Regions from separate parts of the Mus musculus genome. Here region 2 is linked to region 1. A link is a contact called in public Hi-C data. All regions are on one chromosome and are shown on one strand. Each heading gives the region's core, a stretch centred on a gene start, on an enhancer-like site or on the middle of the called end of the contact. The rest is flanking DNA. Distances are from core to core; before and after follow the strand shown. Region 1 has its middle 37 kb from the start of Gm11415. Region 2 has its middle 27 kb from the start of Gm33597.

What was found. A called contact is a pair of places that touch in the nucleus more often than the background predicts.
Region 2: a contact with region 1 is called in a Hi-C map of uterus. The contact joins two enhancer-like sites. A contact is called at or near these places in 2 of 484 Hi-C or Micro-C datasets (adipose-derived mesenchymal stem cells and uterus).

The regions. Positions count from the first base shown.
Region 1 is chr4:83,922,356-83,929,962 of GRCm38.p6, reverse strand. No RefSeq gene overlaps it. Among named protein-coding and RNA genes, the nearest start is that of Gm11415, 37 kb to the right of the region's middle. Within about 2 kb of position 3,367, at least 15 of the 459 cell types and tissues checked have an H3K27ac peak or open chromatin away from gene starts, as enhancers often do. A contact at or near this core is called in uterus, where this site is marked.
Region 2 is chr4:84,243,515-84,251,121 of GRCm38.p6, reverse strand. No RefSeq gene overlaps it. Among named protein-coding and RNA genes, the nearest start is that of Gm33597, 27 kb to the right of the region's middle. Within about 2 kb of position 3,266, at least 7 of the 459 cell types and tissues checked have an H3K27ac peak or open chromatin away from gene starts, as enhancers often do. A contact at or near this core is called in uterus, where this site is marked.

The sequences.
Region 1 (7,607 bases), core at 2,118-4,617:
GAAAGTCTCTGTCCTCCCAAACTACCTGAGTGCACCTGGGATACTCATTAGCAAGTCAACCGTTTCTTCAGCTACTCACAGCAATCTCAGCTCTATCTGGCATTAAATAAGATGCGGAAAGGTTTTTGAAGACACATATTTCCATACCAGTTTATCTCCAAAATGGCTTCAAATGCACATTTGTATTTTTATTCCAGCTCATTCAAAATGATCTCATTCCAAGCCCAAGTTGCCCCATGCATTTCTCCCTCTGTCCATGAAGAGTGAAAATGTGTCAACTTTGCCAGAAAAATCTGGGTTTGCGGTGTGGTATGTGTTCTAGAATATGTAGAAATATTGTACCTCAGTAATACACTTTCTCACCCAGAAAACCACCAATATGGAAATGTTAATGAGACATGGTTTTTTGTTTTGAGTTTAGTTATGTTATGTTTTGTTTTGTTTTGTTTGAGACAAGTCTTGGTATTTGACTGGCTTAGACCTCAACTAAGAAGTCATTTTTGAGGCTGAGCATATTAGCCCAAGTCTGTACTCCTAGGAGTTGAGACATAAAAGTGGAAGGGTCGGTTCACTGCCAGCCTCAACTACATAGTAAGTTCTAAACTAGATGGACTACATGAGACCCTGTTTGATAAAACAACAAAAAAGAGAAGAAACAGGAAGAGGAGGAGAAGCAGCCATTTTCATTTTAAAAGCCAAACTTCATCCTACTTAGTTAAGTCAAGCCTAGCTTTCTGGGCTTAAATGATATGCACTAAAGTTACCCTGTCCCTTAGCCTGATATCTCCATAACGCTCCTTCTCTTCCACTTATTTCTAGACACGGGGGTTTTTTGCTATCTTCTAAAGTATCTTAGATGGCTTATTTATGCATTTTCCCCCCCCTGAAGATTTTCTCATTCCACCAAGAACACCTCCCTGTTCTCCCTGACCTAGTTGGCAAAATTCAACTGGCACAATCTCCTCACGTCGCCCACAAACTGCCCTGAACGGTACAGTGTGCACCCCAACAGCCCCCTTCCTCTTCACACCTGTGGCAAGCCCAGTGGTCACTCACTTTGTGCCTCCTCCTGACCCTACCAGTATCTGCTGAGGAAGGACTCCGCATCTCCCCTAGCATTTTGATGTTTGCGCTCCATTCTACCTGTGTGCCTCAAAGCTGGCCGCTCACACAGAACCCACTCATTAAAACTGCGACACTTTTGATCTTAGCCATTCTGACTGGTGTGAGGTGGAATCTCAGGGTTGTTTTGATTTGCATTTCCCTGATGATTAAGGATGTTGAACATTTTTTCAAGTGCTTCTCTGCCATTCGGTATTCCTCAGGTGAGAATTCTTTGTTCAGTTCTGAGCCCCATTTTTTAATGGGGTTATTTGATTTTCTGAAGTCCACCTTCTTGAGTTCTTTATATATGTTGGATATTAGTCCCCTATCTGATTTAGGATAGGTAAAGATCCTTTCCCAATCTGTTGGTGGTCTTTTTGTCTTATTGACGGTGTCTTTTGCCTTGCAGAAACTTTGGAGTTTCATTAGGTCCCATTTGTCGATTCTCGATCTTACAGCACAAGCCATTGCTGTTCTGTTCAGGAATTTTTCCCCTGTGCCCATATCTTCAAGGCTTTTCCCCACTTTCTCCTCTATAAGTTTCAGTGTCTCTGGTTTTATGTGAAGTTCCTTGATCCACTTAGATTTGACCTTAGTACAAGGAGATAAGTATGGATCGATTCGCATTCTTCTACACGATAACAACCAGTTGTGCCAGCACCAATTGTTGAAAATGCTGTCTTTCTTCCACTGGATGGTTTTAGCTCCCTTGTCGAAGATCAAGTGACCAGACAGCAGATGCTGGCGAGGATGTGGAGAAAGAGGAACACTCCTCCATTGTTGGTGGGAGTGCAGGCTTGTACAACCACTCTGGAAATCAGTCTGGCGGTTCCTCAGAAAACTGGACATAGTACTACCGGAGGATCCAGCAATACCTCTCCTGGGCATATATCCAGAAGATGCCCCAACAGGTAAGAAGGACACATGCTCCACTATGTTCATAGCAGCCTTATTTATAATAGCCAGAAGCTGGAAAGAACCTAGATGCCCCTCAACAGAGGAATGGATACAGAAAATGTGGTACATCTACACAATGGAGTACTACTCAGCTATTAAAAAGAATGAATTTATGAAATTCCTAGCCAAATGGATGGACCTGGAGGGCATCATCCTGAGTGAGGTAACACATTCACAAAGAAACTCACACAATATGTATTCACTGATAAGTGGATATTAGCCCCAAACCTAGGATACCCAAGATATAAGATATAATTTGCTAAACACATGAAACTCAAGGAGAATGAAGACTGAAGTGTGGACACTATGCCCCTCCTTAGATTTGGGAACAAAACACCCATGGAAGGAGTTACAGAGACGGAGTTTGGAGCTGAGATGAAAGGATGGACCATGTAGAGACTGCCATAGCCAGGGATCCACCCCATAATCAGCATCCAAACGCTGACACCATTGCATACACTAGCAAGATTTTATTGAAAGGACGCAGATGTAGCTGTCTCTTGTGAGACTATGCCGGGGCCCAGCAAACACAGAAGTGGATGCTCACAGTCAGCTAATGGATGGATCATAGGGCTCCCAATGGAGGTGCTAGAGAAAGTAGCCAAGGAGCTAAAGGGATCTGCAACCCTATAGGTGGAACAACATTATGAGCTAACCAGTACCCCGGAGCTCTTGACTCTAGCTGCATATATATCAAAAGATGGCCTAGTCGGCCATCACTGGAAAGAGAGGCCCATTGGACTTGCAAACTTTATATGCCCCAGTACAGGGGAATACCAGGGCCAAAAAGGGGGAGTGGGTGGGCAGGGGAGTGGGGGTGGGTGGATATGGGGGACTTTTGGTATAGCATTGGAAATGTAAATGAGTTAAATACCTAATAAAAAATGGAAAAAAAAAAAAAAAACTGCGACACTTTGATTTGACCCACCGACGCTTGCACAGAAAAAATATCCTCATGCAGAAGGCAGCAGTGGGATTAGAGAAGCTCATCCCAGGCAAATATTGTTGGTGGCTAAAAAGGCAAGAGTCTTTCTTTTCCTCAGTCTCAACAGAAACTGCTGCTCCAGGGTGTGTTTAGGGTACAGAAGTAGAGGGAGGCTTGTTAATTTTAAAGCCACATAGCATGTTTGGCTAAGACTGTGACTCCATTTGTGTATTTCAACCACGTAAAATACACCCTGGGATTTTGGACTGAGAAAAATAACCATATAAGGAGAAAACACGGCATTCCCTATAGCCGCTCTTGTAAAACACTCCATGATTTAACCCTCTGCTCGGACAGATCCAAGCTCCTGCACTTCACAACTGCAAACAATCAGATCCTTGGGAGGAACACTGCCTGTGACCTGCATCACTGGGCACAAAGATCACAAACAACCCCTGACAGGTCACATTCAGGGCAGCTTGACCGCCCGAAGCCCCGCAGACACTGGCTCTCTCAGCCACGGGCCATTCTGAAACAGGCACCAAGACAACTCGGAGGCCTCGTTAATTCTCTCCTTTAAGAACACAGGATTTGGGGTCTGTCTCCATCTTCTAGGTGACAGGTCATCAATCTACAGAATTCCTCCACGAGGGAGGTGCAGGAGGAGGAAAGGGGACTCCAGGAACAGCAGCCAAAGGCAGAATTGGGCCAACTGCTGGCTACCTCCAGCTCTGTACCCATGGTCTGCACGGACTGTGTGTGCCAACAGGGGTTCTGGGCTATGCAGAGGAAGGGTTGCAGAGCAAAGAGCTCACGGCTGCCTCTCGGGCCTGCTCTCTTTATCTTGGTTGTTACTCCCAACACTTCTGCTATACAATTCTCTTGATGGTGAGATGTTGAGGTTTCAAGAGGTTCTCAGAGGTACAAAGAGGTTTTGAGAGGGTCCAGTGTCCCTCACATGTATCAAATGACCTATGATTGGGAAAATATGGCAGATACCGCCCATTTCCTTCTGTCATCTAGTCTAATCTTTCTGATGGTAAAACGACTCTCTCACACACCCTCAGAAGTACATGCACACCCAAGAAGGAAGAAAATGGTGTCCAGCTGGAAATAGTACTTCCCAGTTCCCATGCTGCTCAGTGCCAGAGTGGCCAAGTGACCAATTTCCAAGCAGCGAAAGTGATGTGTGCACATTCTAGGTCAGATGTTATAAAAGAAAGTAGCCGTTTGTCCTTCCCTTGCACAGGCTGGATACAGATGTGAAAAGCACCCTCAGATAAGCACTCTGGGCTGATGGAGCAAAATGGAAGAAAGTCTGCTGGCTTTATGGAGCAGTGCCACCTACCTGCCAGGTGCCGCAGGCCTGCCAGGAAATGCTCTCCACAGAGGAATAAACAATCTCATCTCCAAGGTGGCATTTCTCAGTGTCTTCAGGACAGCAGTTTAGCCTGTGTCCTAACTAATGCATGTGACTTTCTGCTGTCTCAGCTAGGCACCAAATCTTAAGGCCGTGCTAGCTCACACTAATTTAAAAAGCAGAAGAGGGAAAAAAATCGTAGCTGAGTTACCTAAGAGTCAGCAGTATTCCCAGGCTCAGATCTCCCCTCCCTGAGTCCTGGATGGGTAAGAGTGAAGGTCACAGAGTCCAGCTCCCTCCCCCATAGAAGAGTGTCCTAACGAAAGTCTACTTTCACAGACCAAAGCCAGGAACGAGGGTTCCTGCCCCCTGCTGGAATCAGAAACACTTTGTAGGCAATTGCCATTGTCATTCATAAACTGACATTTTCAAAGTATCTTCCTCAATGATTTTTTTAAACGTGTTACCTCACTGAGGCTGAGATGTTAAAGCATGAAGCATGGTTGCAATCCGATACTTCTTCCCTTGATTCTGAACACTCTTTGTGCTATGATACAATTAGGTTGGTACAAAGTTAACTGTGGTTTTCCCATTGTTGAAATTTGTCATATGATACTGGGATAGGTTTATAGTAGATGTAGTTGTGTTATGTGTAGCTTTAAGGCACCTTTCTTGCTTTGTGTATTTGGCTAGTGGTTCATTACTTTGCTGTTTATTCTGTATTCATTTGATAGGATGGAAATGGTGTTAGACAAAAAAAGCAAATTTCAGCGATTCTCTCTTTCCAGTTCAAAACTGGTTGTAAAGCACAGAGGCAGTTCACCATGTCAACAATGCTTTTGGCCCAGGAATATCTCAGGAGCATGCAGTGCACTGGCTCAGAAGTCTTGACCAGAGAGGAGAGTCTTCAGGATATGAAATGCAAAGACTGACCAACTCAGAGCAGCCTTGAAGCTGACCCAACATGGACCATTAACTGCTCATTCAGCATTTTCAGCAAACTGGACAGAGGAAAAGGCTTGGTAATCGAGTGTCATGAGCAGACCCCAAAATAAAGTCACCATCTCTAACTCCTCTTTTAAGGAACATTTCTGGATTGGTTTGACATATTTTTATGAAACTCAGGGATGACTGGCTCTGTGGTTAGATGGAGAAGTAGCTCTAAGGGCATTTCCCAAAGCCAAAGATGCACCAGCAACGGTGGCCACAGTCACTGCTTGGTGCTGATCTGTAGCTGGGCTGATTCTCTACAGCAGGTTGCAACCCTTTTGGGGGGAGGGACAATCGACCCTTTCACAGGGGTCACATATCAGACATCCTGCATATCAAATATTTACATTATGACTCATATCAGTAGCAAAATTACAGTTATGAAGTAGCAATGAAGTAATTTTATGGTTGGGGGTCACCACAGCGTGAGGAACTGTATTAAACGGCTGGAACATTGGGAAGGCTGAGAACCAATGGTCTATAGTTTTTAGAATCAATTGCAAAGCCGTTGCATCTGAGAAGTGTGCTCAGCAAGTGCATGTGTTGCAGGTAACTGGCAGTGGGCAGCAGGGGAGGACCCAGTTGCTCTCCATGACAGTTCCCAGTCTTACGTTCAACAACCAGAGCTTCAAATATTGAATGAAGTATGCTATGAAACTTTGCCTCACCCATTAAGGTCATCTGCCTCTCACTGACCAACGTTCTCCAAGAATCTGAGGGTTTTTTTTTTTTTCAGGAAAAAAAATGCTTCCATAAACAGCAGGATACAGAAAATGTTTTGATGACTTCATCAAATCCTGAAGTGTGGATTTTGATGCCATAGGAATAAACAAACATATCCTATCCCATGGGCAAAATTGTGTTGGTTGTGTTGATTCCTGGTTGGATGGATAAAGATGTGTATGAACTTAGTTATAAAGACTTAAAATTATCATCCAAAACCATAGTTCATTTTGTACAAACATAATGGTTTATATTAGATTTTTTAAAAAAGTGATCTTTAGTGCTGGTTATGAATTTGACCTTATATCAGGTATAAATTTAACTGTATTTGGCCTTTCTGCTTCTGTTCTTTTTTTGTCCTTATGTTTTAGCCAAATCTCTAATAAATCCCATGGATTTTAACTTCTCGTGCATCCACCTTAACTTAGTCTGTTTTCACATGCTTAAGATTTATTTGTATTGTCTTATCTGGTGCTGACCTCTCCATGTGAGCTTTTCCTTATTTTTTCCAAACTTATAGTAAACTAATCATGCTTACTTTATTTCATCCTCCCTGGTTCTATTAATTGGTAATTAATGCCTCATTGTGCATTAGTGCATGCACACATTTTTAGACACTGTCCTCATATTTTAAACACACATCTTGACTTTGAAAGTATCGATCTCTTCACCTAGAATTTGTCAGAATGCCAGTCCCCACCTATCTTTCTGACATAGGTTTGGTACCTAATATATCACTCCACTTTTTATATCCTTAAAATTTGTTAACATTATCATTACTTTATATAGGTAAAGCTTGTTCAGATTTAATTTCCCTTCTTATATCTCATTCTTTTCATTTTGGTTTAATTTTTTTCTACTTGAAATACATACTTTAGTAATTTTGTCCTGGGAGTCTGTATGAAACCAAAACTTGGTTGTTGTTGTTGTCTTGTTGTGGAGTGATATTTTAGCTGGATATAGAATTGAAGGTTTGGCATTTGTTGTTAATAACATTTTAGGCATATCTTTGCTTTGCTTTGCTCTACCTTTGGAATTCTGTTGCTGCTATTGAGGTGTGTTCTTCCTTTCTAATCATATTTCATAAAGGGAATTTTTCCCTATTGTTTTAACAAGTTTTTAGCTTTATGGTTTTCTAACTTTATTATAATGCATTAAAAGCTTAAATTTCTATTTATTCAGTTCATGGCTTGCTGTGATTTCTAAATATGATCACTTTTGTCTTTCAGTAGTTATAAAATTACCACTTTTCCTCTTTGACTTCTGTCTCCTGTTCCCTGTCTTTAGTAGCTCCTGTTTATGTTTCTGTGATACTTTATGAATTAGAATTAGAATGTCTTCCAGTTCACTGAGGTTTTTTTCCTTAGCCATATCTACTCATTAAAATTGATTGATACAGTTAGCATACTGGGGAGTTTCGTTTCTTTCTCTCAGCTTCCATTTCCTCTTGCATGGAATAGTGTTTTAAGTTTTAAGGATGTCTCCTATGAGCTCAGGGATTTGCACGCTCAGCCTCCATTGGTAGAACTGTTTGGAGAGGCTCAGGAG
Region 2 (7,607 bases), core at 2,017-4,516, 320 kb before region 1:
TGTTAAACAAAGTCTTCTGTTCACGATCCCACCCATTCAACTTCCTCTCCTCAAGGTCTGCTTGAATGCTTAGCCCTTCTTCGCTTTTCCCTCCTCTTCCTCACAACTTCCTCCACTGCCTTCCAATGCTCACAACTTCAGTTCTTCACTTGTCAATTTGTCACTCTTGCCAAGGTCATCAATGCCCTCTCTTAAGTAAAGGATCTCGTCTCCATCCATCAAGATTGATCGCCAAAGTCCCCGACTAAAACTCCCCTGGGCACTGCTTTGGGTTTCTCATCCCTGGAACCAGTGTTTCTCTCGTGGTTCTTTAGGGATCTCCTTGGTCTGATTCTCCATGTCATTTCACCCATAGAAATTTCAACCCAACCCACGCGTTCAGTTCTTGCTTTTACAGAGCTGATCCCACACTGACACCAGAGCATCAGCCACTCTCTGTGGGCTCCGGGTACCCAGTGGCAACATAGCTCCCACATATGAATGCCCTGGTATTTTAGGCTTACTCCGTGTAAATCCGGATTTATCCCCTTCCTCCCTTGTTCTGCTTCTTTGCCCTGAATTTTGTGAACCCCAAAGGGTCAAAAGCATCATCTCTTTCTCCAACCCCTATCAGAAACAGTGCTCACTTCTGTTAACTTCCCTTGATTTCTTGTTCTGTCTTGTTTTATTGTCACTTACACACACACACACACACACACACACACACACACACACACACACTGCTCTATCAGTGTGACCATCCCAGAGCATCAGGATGTCTCTTAAGGAATAACATTTTCCTTCTTAGATCCATCCACGGTACTTCACAATTTTCTGAATTAACCTATAGGGAATTATCTACTAACAAGATCTTTTTACCCTAATGTATGAGTCTAAGAAAAAGAAAGACTTTCCCAAAGTCTGTGTAGAGAGACTGGGCATCCTCAAGAGTCTCTAGAATGTAGAGATCAGAGCATCTCTGGGGTCTGAGCTTTGTCACCCAAGTTAAAGTGACTGCCTCTTTCATCAGGAGACACTGTCCATGGAACCTTTTCCCATGGCCTTCGGGCCTCCCATGTGGCTTCATGAACCCTTCCTAACTGGTTTTCTAAGAAAGGCTGAAGGAACAGACACAGGGCAAACCTGGGAAGCCAAACAAAAATGGTTAAATGCATGCAGGGCTGCCATCAGGGCATGGTGACCACCCACAGAGCTCCCTGTATTCAATTTGACTATCTAGACTTCCCTGAACCCAGAAGCTATTCTCCTATAAACCTGAAAAATCAAATCATCATCATAACTTAACATTTGAAGAATCCCTTCTGGGGCAATGCTTTGCTGCTCTTAGCCATTCCCACTCTGCATGCTGGGCTTTGTCTAAAACCTAGAAGAAAGTAGCTTTTCTGCCAGGAGCATCGTATAGCTTTCTTTTCTTAGCTCTCATAACTGAGGACTTTGTGTTATTTAAATCCACCCCCCCCCATGTGTCCTCTGTGAGGTGAATGATCTTACTTAGCACCTCTCTGTGGATTTACTAACTAAAGTCATGAGCTCAGTGCTGCTGGTAGGGTTCAGATAACGGGTTTCTCTGTGTTCCCTAGCCAAACAATGTTAGTTCTTTTAATCAATGAAGTCTTATTCCTGATGTCTTCTTTTTCCATGTCTGATTTTTTTTATCCATTTGCTATTTATTAATGACATGCTTGGAATTGTTCTGGTCCCCAGCAGTACTGAACTGCATGACCAGCGCCCTGTGACTTCATGAGCACCTTGCTTGTAGCAGTGTTGGGTGATACCTTCCTCCAGCCATATCTGAATGACCCTCTCTCCAATGCCTGTTCCCAGCTGGCAGGACCACCTTTCAGTCTCTGTACTCTGCTCTTACCTCAATTTCTGGTGTCTTTATGCCAAGACTTGTAGCCTATGGCAGTATATGATCTGGGAGGAAATACCATGGGGGAAACACACTTAAGTGCTTAAAGATGCAAGAAGGCTTCTCAAAGTACCCTCATGGAGTCTGAAAAATCATCAACACTCAAGAAGTAATAAGGAGAAGAAATGTTCATCGTGAACTAAAACATTCCTCACCATCAATCAGAAAGCTATCATCAGATCAGTAGGCATGTAGACCAAATTACTGCACTGACCGGCTTGCTGTCTACATACAGCTTGTAGCCAGACTTGAGTCATTTTACATGAATTAGTTTAAACCAAATTCCAAGGATCCATGAGCACTCTGGTGCTACTGTATCTTCTTTTTTTTTCCATTTTTTATTAGGTATTTAGCTCATTTACATTTCCAATGCTATACCAAAAGTCCCCCATACCCACCCACCCCCACTCCCCTACCCACCCACTCCCCCTTTTTGGCCCTGGCATTCCCCTGTACTGGGGCATATAAAGTTTGCGTGTCCAATGGGCCTCTCTTTCCAGTGATGGCCGACTAGGCCATCTTTTGATACATATGCAGCTAGAGTCAAGAGCTCCGGGGTACTGGTTAGTTCATAATGTTGTTCCACCTATAGGGTTACAGATCCCTTTAGCTTCTTGGGTACTTTCTCTAGCTCCTTCATTGGGGGCCATGTGATCCATCCAATAGCCGACTGTGAGCATCCACTTCTATGTTTGCTAGGCCCAGGCATACTCTGACAAGAGACAGCTATATCAGGGTCCTTTCAGCATAATCTTGCTAGTGTATGCAATGGTGTCAGCATTTGGAAGCTGATTATGGGATGGATCCCCGGGTATGGCAGTCTCTACATGGTCCATCTTTTTATCTCAGCTCCAAACTTTGTCTCTGTACCTCCTTCCAAGGGTGTTTTGTTCCCACTTCTAAGGAGGGGCATAGTGTCCACACTTCAGTCTTCATTTTTCTTGAGTTTCATGTGTTTAGGAAATTGTATCTTATATCTTGGGTCCTTTCCCTATTAACGCTACTGTATCTTCTAATGCTATTTTCCGGTACTGACTAGATGCTCAGCAAGTTGTAGCAACTATCTCTCCAAATTACCTTTCTCTGTGATACCAAAAACCCCTGAAAGGCTGGCCACTTTTTCCGCCAGCTTTCGTGTTTGTCTCCTCAGCACAGAGCCTGATATAGACCCGGCTTTCAGTAAATGTTTGTTAAATGGACAAAGGAGTAAACAAAGGGACAGAAAGATATGAGGAGAGGGATTTGGGGCAGTTCATTCTGACACATCAGCTCTGGGTTCAGTACTCCCTACCCCATAATGCCATAGAGTCATGTCTGTGTGAGGCCAGCACCCCTCCCTCACTGTGCCACATGACAGGGGGCCTTCTCTGATCAGCCTGCTTTGGAAAACTGCTTGCACCTGGCCTAGAAGAACACAATTAAAAGATGCCGTAAAAATTGACAGATCCCCGTGCGAAGAGCTGAAAATACATTACAATTCCGATCGAACTATAAATAAAGCCCCTAAATTAAATAAATCTCACACAATTATGGATTAAAACATGTTTAGTGTTAATGGCCTTGCACATGGACCCTGACTCCTGAAATTGTTGCTGAGGCTGCATGGCTGGGGGATTGCATCATAATTAACACCAGGCCAGCCTTCAAGGAGCTGGCCTGGAGTTCAACTGTGAGCTTCAGGAAGAGAGGAGGAGGCCCCACTTGGGGCCACTGGCTATTTCTGGAAAGACTCTAACTTGGAGATGGCAGTTAGCTCCAAAGACCTGACTCTGGATACAGAGGCATCTGGGTCCTGCCTCCTTAGTACATTTTCTTCTACAAAGGTCCACATGGGCCATGCAAATGGCCCAACACCAGAGAGAATCATGGAAGAAATACTTGGATGTCCGGTTATTTGCTCATTTCTAACTCATTGCTTAGAAGTCCATATTTGGATACAAATAACCAACAATAATATTATATATTTAGATAGAGTTTCCCATAGAAATTCTCAAAACGAATTACTTGACCAAGGAAGTCAGTGCCATTTCAAACCACAGGCAAGGGGGTTCTAAAGTTCAGAATTCCTTACAAGAGGAAAACACGGAGTCAAGGAACTTTATTTCTATTATTATTATTATTATTATTATTATCATTAGAATCTAGCATAGAAAAGCAGCTCCAGTCCTGCACTGGAGCATGGCCCCCTTAGCATGGCCAGGCAGCTGAGAGCAGGGCTCTAGAACCTGGTGGATAGGGTTCCCGGCCGAGCTCTACTGCTTTCTAGGTGCAGATTCCTGTTTCTATGTGCGCATCCCTACGGTGATGAGAATACCACTTGACTGTCTTTAGCTATGCATTCAACGAAATACACAAAGTATTTATAAAATCAGTCAATCAAATGTCTCTGAAAAACATCAGTAGATGGTTTTCATCTGTATTTCCTGAATAACATGGTAGAATAACAAAATAACTGTGTGTGTAGCATTCCTGTGGTTTTTAGGGAGTAGGAGAAATAACCTAGAGATGCTGAAAGTGTAGAGTGAGGATGGATGGGCATAAGTTATTTGAAAAATCAACATTATATATAGATTCAATTTGAGGTTCTTTGGGGGTCCTGTAACTAGTCCCCTTTGGTATTTCTGTTGTCTTACCCAACTCCAAGAGATTCTGGAAGTCAGATCTCCTTAGCTCTGGAAGGGCTGATTAAGAAAGCTGAGCCCCATGGAGGACTGTCTTTCAACAACTAGAAGACACTATCAGATGCCCTGGGATTCTTAGCCAGAAATGGTTGAACCCTTGACTTATCTTCTTACAGTCCTGAGCTAGACTCTTAGAACCATGTTGGTCTCCGCAGATATTTTAGAATGCTCATCTTCTCTGGTCATTTTTTTTTTTTTGCTTAAAAAAACAATTGTCACTGGGTCTCCCTTAGGATAAAGTATAAAGCTCCTTACTGGTGTTTACAAAAGAGGGTAATTGATCCATCTTAATCTCTCCATTTTGCGCCCTGCCTTTCAGTCATATTGATGCTATTTACAGTATCTCACTGTCCGAGCTCTTTGCTCCACCACGGAGTTTGCACACTTTCCTAAGCTCCCAGCTTCCTTCCTATTCTTAGGAAACCTTACCTGGTTGACTTGGAGACTTGAGCTGGATGCTGCATCCAGACAAAGCCTGCCCTGACCTAGCTTGCAGAACGTTGGAGCCCTTCCCAGTGTTTCCTCTGGCTCCTGCTCAGCACGCACTACCCACACTTGGATCTACTGGAGTTGTCCACTTACAGGCTTCTATCTTTCACAGAGCAATAAGCTCTCAGCATCAATGGAATGGGGTTTTATTTCCTTCTTCTCTAAATCCTTGTACATCACAGCCCCTTACTGTGAGTAGCACTCAGGAAACACTCACCAAGTGAATGAATGAGCTGCTCATTCTTGTGTCCCTGCTGCTCTGTGACTGTGGCTTTCAGGTATCACCACAAATGCTTTGCAGGAAGCTCAGGGAGAGAGAAGCATGTATCTTCTTCACCCACTCAATACACGGTGTATATAAGGAGGATGGTTCTGTAGCATAGGCAGGCTTCCTGTCCTGTCCTTCATCCTTTATACCTTCTCCAAAGGCCTCATCGGAATGGGACCGTAGGATGTGTGATCTACAGAAGAATCTTTTGTAATGAATGAACTACACTAAAGTATGGAAAGGTGGCATATAATGTGATTATTCTTATTTATTCCCAAAATAAGAATGCAGAAAGCCCCTCCCCAATGCCAGCAAGCAGGCCAGACATGAGTGCCCTTTAGCTTAGGTGCCTGAGTACAGCCATGTGCTTGTTTGTGGCTAATTTCCATGCAATGGTGACCCAGTTGATTGTCAAACAGTTTGACTAGCAACCCTGGGCAAAACAAGACATGCTTGGACCAATATGTTTTAAGCATAATCTGCCCACCACCCCCATCATAGAAGTAGGATGTGGCAAAGACTGCTTCCTTGGGTTAAGAAGTCCCTCTGGCAGGAGGCCTGGTGGGAGCAAGCCCATGGTGAAGAGTTCATAGAGACTGATGCTTGCTAGCAAACTATGAGTGCTGGAACAGGAAGAGAACTCACTGATTACCAGATCAAACTCCCGGGGACAAGAATCATGCATCCTTAGATAATTCCAAAGATGTTCATTAATGAGAGAAAGGAGGCACAGGATCCGCTTAGGCTGAACAACGGAACACACAATAGCTTCCTCATTTGCTTATATATTCAATCATTACTTATGGAGTACCTACAGTAGATATCATGGAAGGCCCTGTCCTAGCTGCTGGGGACACAATAGCAACTGTTTATGACTAAACTTAAGTTTATGACTTTACCCTGAACTCCCTACTTGTAAACAAGCTTTGCAGGTCAGAGGTTAGATCTGTCTTCCTCATGCTTAAAAGAGACCTGGTATTTTTCCCCTAAGATGACAAGTGTCAAGTCCTGGGCGGTGAAACAAGTGTGTCTAAATTGAGGCTGTTATTTGTTGTTTTTTTTTCTTTTTCCTCACTAAAAGGCCAGTTAGTAAATGTGTTTTGTGTTCTTGTACTCTTTGTCACAAGCTTTTAACCTCTCTTGGTAGAGTGCAAAAAAGAGTAACAGATACTACATTGAAAACAATGTAGTGATGTTTTCAGAAAAATACCCACACTTTCTTATTAAAAAGCTGATGGGTGGTGAGGTGGGAGTGGGTGGGTGGGGGAGCACCCTCATAGAAGCAGGGGAAAGGGTGATGGAATAGGGGGTTTGCGAATGGGAAACTGGGAAAGGGGATGATAACATTTGAAATGTAAATAAATAAAATATCCAATTTAAGAAAAGAAAAAGAAAAAAGCTGATGGGCTTGATTCTTCCCCAAATGTTATAGCTGGCTGAGATTTGATTTGATTTTCAATGAAAAACGATGTCTCAGGTCTTCTTTTTACTTTTAAATATTGTTAAAGACACCAAAGAGCTTTTGTTTATAAGGGTTATATTTATTGATGTTTACACAGATAGGTTAAATATGCAAATCTAAAACATATTTATATTATTTAAAATTAACAATAAAAAATCCATTACATGGTAGCATAAATAACACATTTTCTGGAAAACATCTATGTTTTCAAAAAATAAGAGAGATACCATTTGACACTTTTGCAAATCTCCTCACTGTCTGGCTTAACAGGAGATAACTAGATTTGCATGCTTCTGTGTTCAGACTGGTGCAGTGTGCTCTTTTGGTTGGAGAGCTAATATCAAAGGGAATACCCAGAAAAAGCAAGGAATCATGGAACCTCTAACTATCCTAGAAGACACTTGGGAAACCCTGCATACTCTGGGTCCTTGGGAAGCTCCACCTTCACAGACAACTCATCTCCCAGCTTCTCTTGCAGCTTTGGTGACCAAGCAAATTAACTTGCTTTAACCCATCAACTCAGAAACACTGGTTGATGTAATGAACTTTGTTCTTGAAGTTGGAACAACAGTAATAAAAGCTAGTTTACTTGTAAATATCGATTAAGTTGTACACACAAAGCACTTGTTTTAGTATGTGAATGGCACACTTAAGCTGTGAGAGAGTTGATTCGAACTCACATTTGTCTGCTTGGGGTAATGCTTGCTTTCTTAGTAAAAGGGCTGACTTCCCAACTGTGGACAGATCCCTGCCCAGTTCTTTCTGACACAACACTGTGGACAAAGGTAATGTCAG